Linked DNA regions of Sus scrofa: region 1 is linked to region 2. The links are chromatin contacts, called in public promoter capture Hi-C maps. All regions are on one chromosome and are shown on one strand. Each heading gives the region's core, a stretch centred on a gene start, on an enhancer-like site or on the middle of the called end of the contact. The rest is flanking DNA. Distances are from core to core; before and after follow the strand shown.

What was found. Promoter capture Hi-C pulls out the DNA fragments that hold promoters and counts their contacts.
Region 1: a contact with region 2 is called in a promoter capture Hi-C map of liver, with 2.7 times the contacts expected there. The contact joins the promoter of DLX6 here to the promoter of SEM1 in region 2. A contact is called at or near these places in 1 of 5 promoter capture datasets (liver) and 2 of 47 Hi-C or Micro-C datasets (epiblast stem cells and fibroblasts).

What each region holds. Positions count from the first base shown.
Region 1 is chr9:76,620,296-76,625,805 of Sscrofa11.1, reverse strand. DLX6 (homeobox protein DLX-6) reads right to left here and starts at 2,317. Exons shown (of 3, transcript XM_021063385.1): 1 at 64-2,317. The coding sequence starts at 490. All of the region lies in intron 2 of LOC110255475 (a long non-coding RNA gene), which reads left to right.
Region 2 is chr9:76,346,361-76,351,081 of Sscrofa11.1, reverse strand. It overlaps SEM1 (26S proteasome complex subunit SEM1), which reads left to right and starts at 1,821. Exons shown (of 3, transcript XR_305553.3): 1 at 1,821-2,018. It overlaps LOC102167654 (a long non-coding RNA gene), which reads right to left and starts at 1,779. Exons shown (of 4, transcript XR_001298958.2): 1 at 1,670-1,779.

The sequences.
Region 1 (5,510 bases), core at 1,068-3,567, 270 kb before region 2:
GGGCGGGCGGGGTGGGGGGCAGCCGGGAGGCGGGAGAAGCGAGCTGCCCCAGCGGCCTCTCACCTGTGTCGTCCCCTCGCGTCTGGGCGGCCGCGCTGCTGTTGTGGTAGGACTGGAGGTAAGGGCTGTGCTGCGAGTGGCTCATGTAGGGGTAGGCGGCGAGCGAGCGGTGGTTGTAGGAGTTGCCGCCGCCCGACGCATAGGGCGAGCCGTGGTGGTGGTGCTGGTGGTGGTGGTGGTGCGAGCCGGCCGCCGCCGCCGCCGCCGCCGCGGAGTGCAGGCAGTGCAGAGGGTAGTGCGCGCCTGCCATGGCCGGGGAGCTCTGCTGCGAGTGCGGCTGCGGCGGCGGCGGCGGCGGCGGTGGCTGCTGTTGCTGTTGCTGCTGCTGCTGCTGCTGTTGCTGCTGCTGTTGTTGCCCGAACTCCATGAAGGCGGATTTGGACGAGTCCTGGCCTTCCAAGCCGTCAGCCATCGTAGTCATGGTCATCATCAAAACTTTGGGGGCTGGAGAAAGCCTTCTCCCGGGTTTCCTCCACCCTCCCCCACTTGGCTCGCGCCGCTCTCCCCTCTGCAGCCACCTTAGCTCTTGGGATCCTTGCAAAAAAAAAAAAAAAAAAAAATTAAAAAGAGAGGGGGCGGAGGTGGTTCTCCTTCTCCCTCGCTCTTCTCTAATATATATATTTTTAATATAAAGAGATATAGTGAGCGGGGCCTTGTTAACTCAAAGGGAGGAGGAAGGGGGAGGGATGGGAGAGGAGAGGGGGGAGGGGGGAATCTACTCTCCCCCCCTTTTTCCCCCCTTGGATTTTTTGGGGGCTGGTGCAGTTTAAGGCAGAGATTTTAAGGTGGATTCTGCGAAAGTTGCGCGTCTGCTTTCAGACTTGATGCAGACGCCACGAGTCGAATGGTTTGTCTCCAAAGGGCAGCGCCTCCCCATTGGTCAGTCGCCCCCTGACGTCACAGGCGCACGGCTTCCACTGGTGTGTGCGCCTCTCTCCGAGTTCTTCGCCTACCTTTGGTAACTCCAATCCCAACCCCGAGCTGCAGCCGGGGGCCGCGCGGCTCCGAGCAGAGGCCTCCGGGGTGGGAGGTGCCTCAGCCCGGCCGGTCGCCGATGCCTCCCTCCACAGCTCACGTCTCCAAACCCCGAGCCTCGGTTCCCAGTACCGCAGCCCTGGAACAGTCCGCGGAGGGCTGCTCCCTCACAGTCCCCTTGCACCCTAGCAGGCTGCCTGTGCTCAGAAGCAGTGCCCTCTATACTTAAAGCAAGGCCCCCTCCCTTGACCTCCTCCCCCCGCCCCCCAGTCCCACTGCCGTCCCGCGGGAGCGCCCTGTCACCGTGGATTTTTCTAGACGTACTTTATTGAAACCATAGAGGGAAGAAGAACCCCCACACCTGGGCCCCACCCCATGGGTAAGGGTGTTGGGGGGGCTAAAGAAAAAGAAAAATCAGACCCTGTTCTGGCGAGGTTCCTGCCATTTCAGGCCGTATTTCCTATATATTGAACAAAAAGGGGTGAGAGAGACCTTTTTTTCTCCCAGAACACAGCAGCTAGTTATGAAAGCGAATCGTTGGAGCACTGACAGTAATGCATTTTTTCCTATTGAAAACAGAAGCTACTGTAATGCTTTCAAATATATGCAAATGATACATGCGGTTAGTGGTTTGGCAAATCTTGATTACAATATAAACTACCCAAGTAAAAGTGCCTTCGTCCTAAATTTGTCTCTCGATTACAATTCCAATTGATTTTATTTTATTGTCAACATTGTTAATGATAAAAATAGAGTCGTTTTACAGTTATTTTTACTTTCTGGAAGGAGGCAATTAGAGTTCTAATCAGGAATACACAAAAATCTCCCATGATTAACTGCAGTACTTTGTTCAAATTGCTGCTATAAAATTCAGAACAATTTGCCTGTAATGATTATGGACTGGGTTTATTTTGGGAGGTGGAATAAAAGTGGATATAGCATAAATTATCCTCTAATTATACACCAGTGTCGCCTCAATTATCCTCTTATCAAAATGGTTGTCTAACTGCCGCATTTAGTTTCAATTCTCTCCTTTTTTTCTATAAAAAGAACTTCATACCTTGTTATTATTAATCCATTTATTATTTGCAAGGGGATTTATATCCGCACATCCAGGTGGTAGAACCACTTCTCTTTCAAAGATGGACTGGGGAAAGACATTAAGTTCGGAGCAGCCCAGGGCTGCGGATCTAGTCTCTCTCCCTGTAGTCTCAAGATCCACTCAGGTCGAGGCAGCCGAGCAGAGACAGAGGAGCCCCAGCGTGCAGCTCAGGCCCGGCCACCAGGTAGGAAAAGCCGTACCGGGGACTGGGCGCCGAGGAGGGCAGGCCTGCTGCGCCCGCGTCCGGGTCCTGGGACTTTGGGGGTGGCTCTGGGACTCCGCACTGCTGGTCGATGGGGACAAGGCATGCAGACCCCCACGGGCTCGGCGCCAGCTTTCAGTCTGCGAATAAATGATTCAAAGCGAGAACCTTTGGCCACGTCGGGAAACATACAATCTAAGGGTTCCGGTCAACGCGTTTAGAGGTTGCATGGACTAGTGTGGGTCTCCCTTTGGGAAAACTACGGGGGGCTTCTTTGCACCCTGTTTTCTTGGACTCCATTAGTTGTCCCCCCCAAGGAACCTGAGAGGTGGGGGATTTAGTGGTGCCGCTTGCCGTTATAATTTCAGAAAATGTGGCTGCAGACACCCCAGTTCGGACGCTATTTCCATACTAGGCGAAGCAGTAGCGGCTTATGGTAATTGATTTTCCCAGCTCCCAGCTCGGGGTCTCAAGGCTTGGCTAGACTAGTTTGCCTTTTTCTTTTTCTTTCTTTATTTCCTTCTTTCCTCCATTTTATCAGAGGACTTTAAACTTACTGCCCGCGGGTTTTCTCCAGGGTTCCCAGGGTAGCAGCGTCCACTCTTGTCTCCCCCTCCTTTTCCTAGCCTGCCGCGCTTAACTTCTTGAGCCTCGGGAGCCGGTTCAGTAACTCTGAATTCATTTTTAAGTGGCATGCCTTGTTCCCCTACCTTTTAACAAGAGGTGCACTTTAACACGCGAACCAGTAACCCGATCCACGCGTTTACAAATCAGCAGTGAATTAAAACAACAAAAAACTTCAAGGAAAATGAAAGGTGGGCTCTTTAAGGGGGTGATGTGTGTAGGTGTGTATCTGTGTGTGTGTGTCTCGGGGGAGACGGCAAAGTCAGAAAAAGAGAAGGTCCCCCGCTCCCCTGGCAGGCTCTCCGTGCATCCCGGCTGCGCGCCGAGCTAGTTTGTAATATCCTCAAAGCTAGCAGGTAGACGTGGCAGTTTTATTGCTTTATACCCTGCAGCTTGCTGTTAACACAGTAAAGTCCCCCCTTAACCCTCGCCCTGTGCATGTGTGTTTCTCTCTTTATGCTCGCAGGTGCCCTGCTTTCCTCGCAGGCTCTCCCTCCTCCCCACTCTGGCTGCACCGGAGAGGGGCGGGTTGTGGCCAGGCCCGGGAAGGTCTCAGCACTGAGCACTGAGTTCCCAATCTAGCCCATAGCTGCCTCGATTTCCTTCTTCTTCTTCTTGTTTGCTTAATACCTGAAGAAGCCAGGAGGGCTGGAATTGTCCCAGTAGTAGCTAGGGGCTCTCATCCTTCCCTTATTATATAGAGTATAACATCCTAGCACTGTGTTCCAGAGGAGCAAGTGTGCAGCTGTGCTGAGGTAGCAGTTTTTGCGTAAGGTAAAGAACTACTGAGCGACCTAGATTAGCTCACACCACCAGATGCTGGGGAGTGGAGTGAGAGAGGGGTCCCTGCCTGCCTGACAGAGGTCTCTTTGCGCATTTGCAGGGTAGAATCCAAACCGCAGGCTTAAGCGTCCAGATTTCCAGCCGTTCCCTGGGAATAGTCAGCAGGAGAGCTAGTCTGGCCCCACACAGTGCGCTAAGGTGGCCTCTGACAAGTGGCTGCCACGTGTGGCCTCTGCCACCAGCCTCCATGAGAGGAGTTGGGTGCTCAGTGGCTGGCTGTAGCAGGGGCTGCTTCCCGAGGTCTCTTCTCTCCAAATGAACCCAGCATCTGGGCTGCCAAGTGCTTCACCCGGTGTCATGGGCAGGCGGTCATGAGCTGAGGCAAGTCATCCCTGGTTTGTTCTAGTCCAGCCCACACCTCTAGCCAGTTCTGAAGTGGCAAGAACTCCCCGACTTTTCAGGGCCTTGGAGCAAAGGCACACACCTCAGGGACTCCAGGCTCCAGTGCACAGCTTGCAGCAAGTGCCAGCAACCTGGCTCCTACCTCTTTGTCTTGCCTGCTGGGGAACCCGAGCTGCCTTTGGGGGTGGGAGGAGGGCAGGCTAGGCCGAAGAAGTCTTTATCATTCAAAATAGAAGGAAAGCCGGCAATCTGGAGACCTCAGGCTCTTTTAGAACCTATAGTAGGTAAAGCGTCATATTTACTAAGAAGTTTTAAAAGGCAGCTTTTGAGGCCTAAACTGCTTTCGGCTTTTTAAGACGTGGAAGTGTTGGGGCTTGCATTCTGGCCGTCAGTGTTATTTGGAGAAATACCAACTGATTGGCAACACAAGACCATGGGAGTCCGCAAGGAATGGGCTCTTTGGGTCAGAAAGGCCCCTGCTGTTCTATCTATGAACCGGTGTTTGCTGCACACATAGGTCAGGAAATATGTTGTGTGCCAGTGAAAGGTTTTGCAGCCCCTTCTGGGCTCTAGAAGTATATTCAAGCCCATCAGGACCTGGTTGGGCTGGGTTGCTAAGTTGGGCTCAGTTATCACGTTAATTCTAAAGAAATTAGACCTGGATAAATAGGCTTTGAATTCAAAGAAATAACTTGGTATTGATTTACATGGTCATGCTAAGAACCCCCTTCTCAACAGGAGATATAGGTGGAAAAAAAAAATTCTGCTAGTCTTTTCCCCATTCAGTGTAAAATTCTGTTTGTGTATGTGTGTAGGAAAAGGGTGCTTGATATCCTGGAAACCCAGGCACCTTTCCTCCCTCCCCTAACACATACACCTGGGAAAGCTTGGGGGGAACATGAGAGCTGCCTCTTTTCCTTTCTTAGCCCAGGCTAGTGAGGGTATCTTCAGGAAGAGGCAAAATTATCAGATTATTCAGGAAAACACTGATAGTATGGCATTGTTTTCTCTAGTGAGAAAACTATAATGCCGTATTAACACCCCCTCCTCCCAGATTCCCCAAAATGCAACTAAATGTGGTCCCTGATTACTCTTCACCCCGAAAGAGGCTCACTGAGGTCTGAGGACAAGATCTCTCTCATCTATGCTGTCATGGGCCCAAGATCTGGTAGCTGGGAAACCTCAACATGGATGGCATGGGCCCACTACACCAGTGGTACCTACTGGGGGCATCAAATCCCTTTTCTAGACTGTCCAATTTGGAGAATATTAGTTACTGATGTTCCAATTTAGAGGCTTCTGTTCCAGGCCTTTTTGAACCTGGAGTCAAGGGGAGTTATGAAAATGAAGACAACCAGATTT
Region 2 (4,721 bases), core at 572-3,071:
GTACAGCATTTTAAAAGTTGAGATATACACACTTCATATAACATAAAATTCAACATTTTGAAGTGTACACTTCAGTGGTTTTTAGTATATTCACTATGTTTTGCAACCATGATCACTATCCAGTTCCAAAGATTTTTATCACGCCACAAAGGAACTTTGTACCCATCAGCAGCTAGTCCCAAATACCCCCTTAACCCTCTCCTAAAAGTCCTTAATGTTTGTCTCTTTGGATTTGTCCCTGGGCAAATCTTTTATCCCTGCACAAACTGGCTGACTCAGACTTGTGATTTGTTTTTAATTCTTTGCTGTTTAAATCAAATTGCCTGCCCCAAACTTCACTGCCATATATTGCTGCCAGTGGTATATGTAATATGTACGATTGAGGGCATAATAGAGAGTATGAAACTCTAATAGGTACCACTGTCTACATTTACTCCCAAATAGCTTTTTCTTATATTTTCTCTTCTTTCATTTATTTGGCATTTACTCATAAAACATGCCAAATTACATATATTTTGAAATTAATCTGAAGATTGCTAAGGTTTTCAGTAATCAATACAAGACAAAATAGTATGATAAGAACCAACTTATTTTAAAAAATTTATGTCTAATTGGAGGTTCCCAAATTCTGGTCCAAATTTGTGCTCTTATTTAATTGCTCCATTCTCTGTATGCCCATATACTCTGTTCATTTCTCAGATAATGTTATTTCAAAACAGAGATTCAAATGTATTACTATGTTTCATTACTATTGCCGTTTATCTGTTTACAAGGCTGGGAGTGGCACATGAACTCCTTAGAGGAAGGCCTTTGTATAAACGTTTAATTTCTAGCACAATGCCTTGTAATTGGTATAAATTAATGTTGCTGAATGAAGGAATGGGATTTAAATATACAAACATAGGTATCAAAAAAAATTTTTTTTAAAGCTCTGCCTGGGGCACGTGTAAGTTCTGGGGTCAGGGATCAAACCTGGGCCACTGAGGTGATCCCAGCTGCTGCAGAGACAGTGACAATGCCAGGTGATTAATCAACTGCACCACAAGGGAACTCCTTAAAATTTACAATAACATCAAGTTATTATACATAATATATATATATGTATACACAAAATATTCTTTTGTAATAGTACATATACATATACCATATAGTTTTAAGTAGTTCACAACTATATTCAAAACGATATTCAACATCTGAAAAATTCAAAATGATACATTTTGAATGTCAGAAAATGTTACATATATTGAGCTTTACATAGCATCATTTTATAACTTGTAAACGAATTATTACACACACGCACACTCCATCTGGCATAGTATTTACCACGGCTTAATTATAAAATAGGAACACTGAACAGCGGAAAAGCTTGCACCTTAAAGTCTGTCAAACAAATTTGCATTTGGATTGTGTAGCACTACCTGAGTGACACTGGCTACTTCTCTCTAAACCTGAATTTTCTGTGATGTGGAGACGCTTAATACTATGCTGAGGGAACTGCTGTGAGGAAGGAGCTAATCCAAATTAAGGGCCTGGCACCTGGCTGGGGGCCTTTCGTGGATTTTAGCCGACACTGATTCCTCAGTCTAAACTAAGTAAAGGGGTTAATTTTTTTTTTTTTTTTTTTTTTTTTTTTACAAATTATGAGTTTTTCCCAGTCAGGGAAACCTACCCTGTTCTCAGTTTGCCAATTCAGAGGGTCCAGATAAGACAGCAAAGGCACAAAACAATCCACTTTCTAAACCGAAAGATTGCTAAACCCGCAGGCAGCGCTGGGCGGACCTTCAGTATCCCAGCATTCCTCGCGCTGCTCCCCTTGCTCGTCTCCCGCGTCTCTATGGTAGAGCCGGCCTCGGAAGGAGCAGCCGCCGTGGCTGTTGCGGGGAGAGAGTGAGAGTTCCAACTTTTCCACTGGCCTGAGAGGTTTGGGGAACCGAGGGTCGCGATGTCAGAGAAAAAACAGCCGGTAGACTTGGGTCTCCTGGAGGAGGACGACGAGTTCGAGGAGTTTCCTGCAGAAGGTAACCGGCTGGGCCGCGGCCTCTGGGCACGCGTGCAGTGACTCAGGCCTCCTGAGTAGAGGCAGTGTGGGCGGAAGGGTCCCGCGGAGCGGCTCCCGCGGAAGGTGTGGACCCAGTCTGCTGGCCCTCCGCGGCCGGCTTAGGGTCAGTGTGTCACGATGGGACTCAGCTTATCCGTGAGGCCGAACGCCTTTTGCTTCCTCATCGGAAGAAGCCACGGTGACCCTGGTTCCCCTAGTCCAGTATTACTCTTCAAACAGGTTACCCGCCACCTCGTTCGTGTCTACTTAACCTCTTTTCCCCTTATTATTTTTTAATTTGGTTTTGCAGCCTTCCTTTGCATTTAAACCTTCCGGATTCAGTTGTTGTTCCTGGTTAGGCCAGTACTACTTACTTTTAGGGCTTTACATATGAAGCCTGTTAAGTAGTTTGGGAGGATTAAGTTGGTGCTTAGTACACGTGATTGCCTTCCTCTTGTTCCTCACGCGTTTTTGATCAGTTTCATCGAAGAAACATAAGTTTAAGGATTTATAAGATCCTAAAACGTCAACATTTTTATTAGCATCATGGTTACCAAGAGGCACTTTAGGTTTCTCTTAGTAGGTAACAACAAATAGCTAATATTGACTGAGTTGCTAGTCTAAGTGTTTTGCTTGAATTCATTTTCACCAATCAAGCAAGTAGATACTGGTATTACCGTTTTTCAGATAAAAAAAAAAAAAAAAGAAAAAAAAAAACTGGAGCTTGGAATGGGTAAGAAAGTTGCCCAAACTCGTAATTGGCTAGAAATGATGGCCATCTGGCTCAATAGACACTGTCGCTCTTAAACTCTTTATATTGCTTCTGTTTGTTAGATCTGTTTGGTGCCAATTAGTTTTTCGGAATTATTGGCTCTATTGGCAAATTATTATACCTAGGATAAATACTTATCTAGTAAGAAAAGGAGGTTACTATTGGGTGGCCTTTCTGAAGCAGGAGAATTGTGGTTAATGGTGTACAAATCTGTTACACTAAGCAATTACTGCTTCATTAAAAGTGTCCTAAGTTGTATTCCATCATGATCCTACTCTACATAAAACCACATAACTAAGTTTTGTTCTTTTTATTTACACTGTGCTCAGTTTAGTTGAAAAAGACATTAGAGCGCATACTACACAAACTCATAAACTAACTCAAAGCACATTTATTTTCAGTTCTGGGATTCATTATGTATTGTGGGGATCTTTGGTGTTTGTTTGGGTAGTGGATTTATCTGTCCAGACATGTTTTCTTTATCTCACTTTCAGGTTGGTTCATGATTCTCCAACATTGAGTTATGTGGTAGAAAACTAGCTTGAGATTACGATACACTTTGAACTTAAACTTCATGTTTTAGATAGTTAGCATTTATTCATTGTTTTTCATGTGCAGGATACAGTGTTAGGCTCTTTATTTACATCATGCAGTCTAATTACCACAACTCTGAGGAAACTGAGGCTCAGAGATTTTTTAAAATTTGTTTTTTTTTTTTTTTTTTTTTTTAAGGGCCCCACGCATGGCATATGGATATTCCAGTCGGCTATAGCTGCTGGCATATACCACACCTACAGCAACGCCAGACAGAGCCATGTCTGCAGTCTACACCACAGCTCATGGCAACTCCAGAGCTTTGACCCACTGAGCAAGGCCAGGGATCGAACCTGCATCCTCATGGATGCTAGTCAGATTCATTTCCGCTGAGCCATTCTGGGAACTCCAGAGACTCAGAGAATATAAAGCTTGCCATGAAGTGGTCAACTCAGGATCTGAAAGGTCTTCCTGAGTCCTCAGCCCAAGCAAACTTAAACCTAAATCTCTGGTGTTTAGTGAAGTGCCTGGGACATTTGTAGGTGGTCAGTAAATACTTGTCAGAATGGGTGGACCGGTGTTTAAAATAAGTAGTTAGACTTAACCAATTCAAAAGGATATAAATATAACTCTGTGCCTGGAAGTTCCCCGTTGTGGCTCAGCGGTAATGAGCCCAACTAGTTAGTATTCATGAGGACTCTAGTATATTAATACCTCAGTGGATTAAGGATCCGGCGTTGCGGTGAGCTGTGGTGTATGTAGGTCGCAGACATGGCTCAGATCTTTTGTTGCTGTGGTGTAGGTCGGCAGCTCTAGCTCCTATTCGACCCCTAGCTTGGGAACTTCCATATGCTGCAGACAGGATGTAGCCCTAAAAAGCAAAAAAAAAAAGATAGTTCTGTACCTGATGATACACATGATTTTTTTCAACTTCCATTTCATCAGCTTTTGCTTTTGCAGAATATATAGTTCTTATACTAAGCTTATGTTGTGAATGTCAGTTTGTTCAAAATGTTGGTAGGTAGTAAAAAAAAAAAAAAAAAGAAAAACTCATTAAAGTTAAAAGGAAAAGCAAAGAATATTTTTTTCTGACAACAAAGGTCTCCTAACAGACTGGTTTATTAGCATAAGTAATTTGATATTTATTGGTAACCTTACAGAAAATTTGTCCTCATTAGGTTTGAATGTGTAGAATCTAATTCATTTAGGAAACTTTCTATATAGAATGAGAAATAACATTTGAAATGCCTTAGTTCTGTTCAGGTTTTTGTATGTTTCTTCTCTGGTTTGTAATTCAGATGGGTTTTCTTTACATGTTAATTTGAATTCATGACGTTTTTCTGGATACAGAATTAGTTTCTAGGTGAAACCAATACA